2 separate regions of the Danio rerio genome follow, and region 1 is linked to region 2. The links are chromatin contacts, called in public Hi-C maps. All regions are on one chromosome and are shown on one strand. Each heading gives the region's core, a stretch centred on a gene start, on an enhancer-like site or on the middle of the called end of the contact. The rest is flanking DNA. Distances are from core to core; before and after follow the strand shown. Region 1 holds the start of tnrc6ba (trinucleotide repeat containing adaptor 6Ba). Region 2 overlaps sh3bp1 (SH3-domain binding protein 1).

Region 1 (3,459 bases), core at 63-2,562, 55 kb after region 2:
CAAATAAGACTTTTCCAGAAGAAAAAGTATTATCAAACATACTTTGAAAATTTCCTTGGTCTATAAACATAATTTGGGAACTATTAAAAAAAGAAAAAAATTCAAAGGGGGGCTAATAAATCTGACTTCAACTGTATATATTACAGAAGGGTGAAGAGGCTTTACAAGTGCAAGTGCTGTTATTACGGGTATATCGCATGGCTATCAGCCAATCAGATTTGAGAACCAGACAGAATTGTTATTAGCCCACCTTAGATTTTTTTTTCTTTTTTAAATATTTCCCAAAATATGCTTATAAACCAAGGAAATTTTTACAGTATGCCTGATAATATTTTGTCTTTATTTTATTTTGACTAGAATAAAAGCAGTTTTTAATAAAAAAAAAAAAAAACATTTTAAGGTCAAACTTATTTGCCCCTTTAGTCTACAGAACAAATCATCATTATACAATAACTTGCTTAATTAGTCTAACCTGCCTAGTTAATCTAATTAACCTAGTTAAGCCTTTAAATGTCTCTTTAAGCTGTATAGAAGTGTCTTGAAAAATATCAAGTCAAATATTATTCACTGTCATCATGGCAAAGATAAAATAAATCAGTTATTAGAGATGAGTTATTAAAACTATTCTGTTTAGAAATGTCTTGAAAAAAATCTCCCTGTTAAACAGAAAGTGGGGAAAAACAAACAGGAGGGCTAATAATTCAGGGAGGAATATGTATTATTATTCTAATAATTATTTATTATTTATTTTGTTATTTATTTAATTATTATTATTCTAATAATTATATGTGTGTGTTTACACACAATATTTAAGGTCTTAAAGCTGAAAAGAGATTTTACATAAAAATGTATTTAAAAACACATTTTACAAATTATTATTATTATTATTATTTATACTCTTCATCATTTTAGTATCTGTAACGTTATACAAATTGATGCTGATTCAAAAAAGGCCTCTGTGTACTAAAAATCTAAAACCTTATCTAAATTATAAAAACATAAAACTTATTATGACAGACTGGGGTAGCCTTAACAAATGTTGCAAATATGTACATTTAACGTTAGTATTTATTGTGAGGCATCGCTCTTTTTAAGTAAGATGAAATTTCTTGTGACAGACTGAGATAGCCTTAACAATTTTTACAAAAAAGCAGTAGGCTACCTTACGTAACATTACGTATAATTAACATTCACTGCAAATGAGTCAGGTCTCATGCCAAATATGTTCTATTTATTAAAAGAACGTCCAATTAAAGAGTTATTGGACTTTTAATATTGAAGGTCAAAAATCTCCCTCGGCTGCCCCCCTTCCGTCAGATCTGTCCAGACACACACATTCACACCGAGCAGTAAAATGGCCGACCGTCAACCAACTGACTTTACAGCGCTTTAAACATAGATTCCGCCTCTTTCGTTTACATTATCGTATTTCATATTTAAAACCTACAGAAGGAGTGTTTTCATGACTAGCTCATAGATATTGATGGAGTATTGTATTTCACGTTGCCTCAAAACCCAGAAATTCGCACTTAAGCACTTTAGCTGTAGCTAGAAGACTAGCTGCGGTGCATGTAATTCCTGAGGTAAGTGCTTTATTTTAAAAATCATTTCATGTGAAATGTTGCTTGCAACTAATGACACTAATATGCATTTTGAAAAACCGCAGTTGCGTGAAAGCGTTTTAGTATGGTACAGTTTTTCTTCGTCGACATCTGTTAGCCCTAGCTCTGTCGCTAGTTAAATTAGCCAGGCAGCCAGTTAGCATTTGCCTGTATGCAACTTTAACGTTAGCTTTCCGCTGGTCAATCATGAAAACATACTCGTTGTTGTATAGTAACACACTAATGGATCTGAGTTATGTCTGCGTTAAAATAAGTATAAGTTGAGTTTAGCTAGGCAATGTATATCACGACTATTAGTCCAGGCTTGCTAACGTTACGTTAACGTTGCTGCTGCCCATATTTGAGCAGTTGCATATTTATGCATATTTTGTTTTGACAGCTGCTTACCCTTTTGATTTGTGTTACGATCCGTACGTAAATAGACTCTGGCTTCAGGGAGAATTTAATAAAATATCTGAGGTTCACGTTTAGGATGTTAATATCTTCTGCTAGCAAATTAGCTAACGTTAACTGAGTAACATACACCTGAGATTGGCAGGACCACTAAAGCATACGCGTTAGCTCGGTGTGTTTCAGTTAGTGCCGTTAAAACACTGGATTTAACAGTTGTTTTTGCTCGAATTGTTCGTATAGCCGACGTAAGGAATGTATGCTATATTTTAAATTTTACCCGAGGAAATGGGCGGGTGGACGGACGAAGCGCCTGTCCAACAACTCTGCCCTGCCAACTGCAGGCTTCCAGACAGATAGCAGCAAGAGTTTCCCCCATTATGAAGATCACAGTATGAATTTCATTGGCATCCGTTTTTTAATGACAGGTTCAAACTCCACTCGAGCCTTCGTTCAAATTATTTTTACAAAGATTGGTGATATCTTGATCATGTGATTGGTGCCGTTGTTGTGTATTGTGCTGTTATGCATTTGGTTTGATAACACAGCAGCACCTCTTAGTGCCTGAACTGGTTGAAGGTGATACTAGACGTATGCATTTTGCAGATCCTTGGTATTGTATACTAGGAATTGGCAGTTTATTTACATTTATTTACATCATTATTTACATGGCAGTTTATTTACATTTACAAAGTTTTACAATTGAACACTAGTTTTTGATGTTTTGTTTTTCAAGAAAGGAGCACCAGGAAAGGGAACAGCAGTTCATGGAAGACAAGAAAAGGAAAAAGGAAGATAAAAGGAAACGGGAAACCTCGCAGAAGGTAATTGCTATGTTATATTAATTATTTCTGACTATTAAGTTAAGCACATACCGTCTTTGAAAAGATGTGTGTTCATTTTCAGAATTGAAATAGCATTCTGGATTCACTTTTTATGCTGTAAATGTAGAAGTCCTTTCTAGAGAATAACGTCGTATTAATAGTTAACTGCATCAACCAAGCCTCTGGTACATGTTTGTCAAAGTATCATTGTAGAAATACTGATGCTTGGCTGTTCATGAAAATATTGATTGCTATCACTTAATTAGCATTCATGCTTTAGGTTTGATCTCAATATAATCTTGCTTACCATATCTAAATCCTTGAAAAGAATGTGTAAGATATAGTTGAGATGTTTGTTTTGGGCCAGCTTGTCCTGTCAGATACTCTGACATATATGTGCTAAACACAGATAGGTTATGTTGGCTGTTTAATTAGTTTTTTTTTCTCATTGCAAAACCTATATATATCACATGCTATAAAAATATTTCCATTTTGCTGTCAGGGGTGCAAGAGGGTTTCTGCATGTGAATTTCCTCTCAGCTTCACTGAACAATTGTGAAGTTTTGAGATGGAGTTATAATGGTCATTAAAGTTTTATTGTTCTTAGTGGGAAAGGCTACTTT
Region 2 (3,789 bases), core at 200-2,699:
AAATCAACATGTTAATGTATCTATAGTTATTAGCTTATTCTGAAAATGTACCAGTATATACATTTCTGGAGAGTGCCAAATGCGTCTCAAGAGCTAGGTTTTTTGCAGTTTTTGTGAGTCCGTTGTGTTTGCTTTTTGAGGTTTCAAATTCAGATCTCTCTTATGAGTGCCATTCGCAGCTGCTGTTCTCATGTAAATCGGACTGACTGATTGACTGACTGATCGACTGACCCACCCTCCTCTTTCCCTAAACCCAACCAAGAGTGTTTTTTTAAAAAACACAGATTGACCTGCCCACCCAATTCTCTAAACCAGTGGGCACCTAACTTGTTCCTGGAGGGCCGGTGTCCTGCAGATTTTAGCTCCAACATTAATCAAACACACCTGAACAACTTAATCAAGGTTTTGCCAAGTATACTTGAAACATCCAGGCAGGTGTGTTGAGGCAAGTTGGAGCTTAACCCTACAGGGACACCGGCCTTTTTGTTGATTGTTGACCCCTGCCCTAAAGCCTTCCGACAGTTTTAAAAAGCAATCCAGAAAAAGAAAAGCCCTCACCTGATTTTTACCTAGTTTTCAGATTTTACCACATTCTCATCCTGTTATTTACTTGCTTATTTTATTTTTGTCTTGACCGTATTTTGGAACCGCTTTTCACCGGACTCGAACACTGTCGTTGTGGTCAATTCGACTCAAGTCTCAAGTCCGCTGACAGACATAGTGAACTAACTAGACAAACTGGTAACAGCAGGAAAGGCGTCCATAGGGAGGTAAACGGTCAGCCAATAAGCACGAAAAGGAATGCCATCATACCGCCCCATAGCGTTCGTTTTAAATTCGAAATGCAGCCATACGTACTTCTGGCTACATAGTTTGCGATCTCCAGAAATGTATAAGTTTAGAGCTCTGTTTTCAAAATGAGCCTATGTTGCAACACCTTGTGTGAGTTCTTGATGCACTTTTTTTTTTCAAGAAATACATACATTTATATTTATTTTTTCTTTTCATATGTCTTGACTTATTTGTGTTAATTAATATTAATTATGAATCAATTACTTAATATTAATTGTAATAATCAGTTCGTTTTTCATAAATGTTTCTGCACGCTAACTGAGATCTTCTGACAGCTTCTAGAACTACAAGCTGAATATCACAAGGCTTCATATGATTTCCTGGAGAGAAACATAACTGAGCTCAAGGAGAGTCACAGCCACACAGGTGAGCTGAAGAAAAGGATATTTACCACCCGATAGACCTCTGCGGTACCACCATTTCCATGTGTGTCTGTTTGACTACAGAGCCGCTGGTGAGTTCCTCTGAAAATAAGGTATTTGGAGAGCCGCTGCTGTCTCACCTTCAGAGCTGCAGGAGGAAGATTGCTGTCCCCATTGAGGAGTGTGTGAACATGCTGTTACGTACAGGACTCAGGGAGGAGGTATGTACACACATACGCGTCTGAGATCACATATGCAGCTTTGCACTATAACACAAATAACTGCACACCCACTGAGCGGCAGGCCTTGTATTTTCAGTATGTTGTTTCACTTTCTGACTCATATCTGCTATCTGTCTTTACACATGTCATCTAGGGGCTGTTCAGACTAGCAGCCGCAGCGTCTGTTATGAAAAAACTGAAAAGCAGTCTGGATTCAGGCACAGTCGACCACACTGAGTTTAGTTCTGACCCTCATGCTGTTGCAGGTGAGACTTATGCTAACATTTTTGTTGTTGTCTGACTAATGTTAAATGTTCTGAGTTTTTTTCTGGCTTTTGCATGACTTTCCACCTAACATGGCAAACATTTTTAGCTTTATTTAGTTTTTGGCAGTTCATTTACATGACAACAGCGTTTTGAGGAATATTAGGGTGATGCAGTGGCACAGTAGGTTGTGCTGTCGCCTCACAGCAAGAAGGTCACTGGTTCGAGCCTCGGCTGGGTCAGTTGCGTTTCTGTGTGGAGTTTGCATGTTCTCCCCGCGTTCGCGTGGGTTTCCTCCAGGTTTCCCGGTACTGGGTTGTGGCTGGAAGGGCAACCACTGTGTAAAACATATACCGGAATAGTTGTCAGTTCATTCTGTTGTGGTGACCGCTGATAAATACAAGACTAAGCCGAAGGAAAATGAATGAATGAAAGTAATTGAGGGGCAGCATGGTGTCACAACAAGAAGGTTGCTGGTTTGAGTCCCAGCTGTATAGTTTGCATGTTCTCTTTGTGCTTGGATGTGATTTCTGTGGTTCCTTCAAAGTTCAAATACATGCGGTATACAGTAGGTGAATTGAAAGTAAATTAGCGGTTGTGTGTGTGGAAGACCTTTCTGGACACAAATTTCTATAATTAAGTGTTTCACAAGGAGAAGTTGACTTATGAAGTAAGGATATAACCCAGGTCACCATTTATGAAAACATGAACAGTTTGTTGTGAGGTTTGGGTTTAGGGATAGGGTTGGGTAATAGAAAATTCAGTTTGTACACTGTAAAAAATGCTGGGTTCCACTTAATCGATTTGTCTTAGAACAGCATGAAGGAATTAAGTTGCTTTATTAGTTTTTAGAAATTTAAGTGGATTGAACATAAAACAAAGTTGTCGCAGAAAAAAAAGCTCATTTTAAATAAGCAGTTTGTACAAACAGCAAACCACATTTTTGAGTGTACAGTATAAAAACAATGGAAACACATTAATTGTCCCCTTAAATCACACACAAAAAACATGTTACATGTACAGGTTTAGTTAGTTACTTATGATGGCTTAATTGTTTTTACTTATTTAGTGACATATGAAAAAGACCCACTGATGGGGACATTTTACTTCCCCTCACTAACTATAAAAGCTTAACAATTGGCCAGACCAAGTTTTTAATGACTGACACTTTTTTCTGTGAGGGGATGTGCTTTAAATAGTAACAGATTGAAAAAATGTGTTAACGCTAACATAAGATGATGATAATATCTAGGGCTCTATTTTAACTATCCAGACGCAAAGTGCAAAGTGCAAAGTGCAAAGCGCAGGACGCAGGACGTAGGACGCAAAAGCATTAAGGGCGTGTCCGAATCCACTTTTGCTATTTAAAGGACGCAAAAAAAAGAAACCCTTCACTATCGAGAAAACAGTTAAACAGAGCATCTGCAGTGTGAGAATGAGAGATGAGCCTCCTCATTATTTACTTTCACTCTCTTGGATAAGCAAACTTGTTGTGCGCACAGACATCAATTAGCCTATACATAATTATTTCATTTATTAAGCACAAAGATTTGTTTCAAAACTATTTCTAAATTCTGTGCCCCATATGGTCTAAAACCTGACAGGTGGGCAAATCTAAGCTTGTTTTAATAAAACAAATATAAATATGGATACAATAAATAATGCTACTACTAATAATAAAATTATACCAAAGCATATTGTCATGAATAAACAAACAATTTCCCCAGAGATGAAGAAGGCATGGAGGCGTTGGTTTTTATATTTATGTAGGCTAGAAAATAATAATTTTTGTAATATTTTAATATTTAAATTATTTTTCATATGTAAAGATATTTGCGTATTGCTCTACATCCTGTTTGTATTAAGCAATGTGTAAGCGAGGCGCACAACTAACGCGCTCTGCGCTGGACTATATACCTTCTCTAAGCTGGTTTATTAAACAGTCTATTTTAGTTCCTCAAAATAGCAACGCGCCAGCAATGCACCTCAACATGCCTTCCTTTTTAGACCAGAACGTCTATGGGTGCACATATGAGCACAAATGCATTTTTTATTTAAACAGAGTGGCGCAAAACGTCAAAACAACTCTT

Evidence for each region. A called contact is a pair of places that touch in the nucleus more often than the background predicts.
Region 1: a contact with region 2 is called in a Hi-C map of embryo, with 1.6 times the contacts expected there. The contact joins the promoter of tnrc6ba here to the enhancer-like site in region 2.

What each region holds. Positions count from the first base shown.
Region 1 is chr12:20,945,679-20,949,137 of GRCz12tu, forward strand. tnrc6ba (trinucleotide repeat containing adaptor 6Ba) reads left to right here and starts at 1,313. Exons shown (of 21, transcript XM_068224758.2): 1 at 1,313-1,583; 2 at 2,749-2,836. The coding sequence starts at 2,780. si:ch211-141o9.10 reads right to left here and starts at 2,541. Exons shown (of 8, transcript XM_068224759.2): 1 at 2,293-2,541. The coding sequence starts at 2,391.
Region 2 is chr12:20,890,837-20,894,625 of GRCz12tu, forward strand. sh3bp1 (SH3-domain binding protein 1) reads left to right here. Exons shown (of 18, transcript XM_021474252.3): 9 at 1,128-1,218; 10 at 1,299-1,435; 11 at 1,590-1,701. Among named protein-coding and RNA genes, the nearest start is that of sh3bp1, 18 kb to the left of the region's middle. Within about 2 kb of position 1,450, at least 3 of the 62 cell types and tissues checked have an H3K27ac peak or open chromatin away from gene starts, as enhancers often do.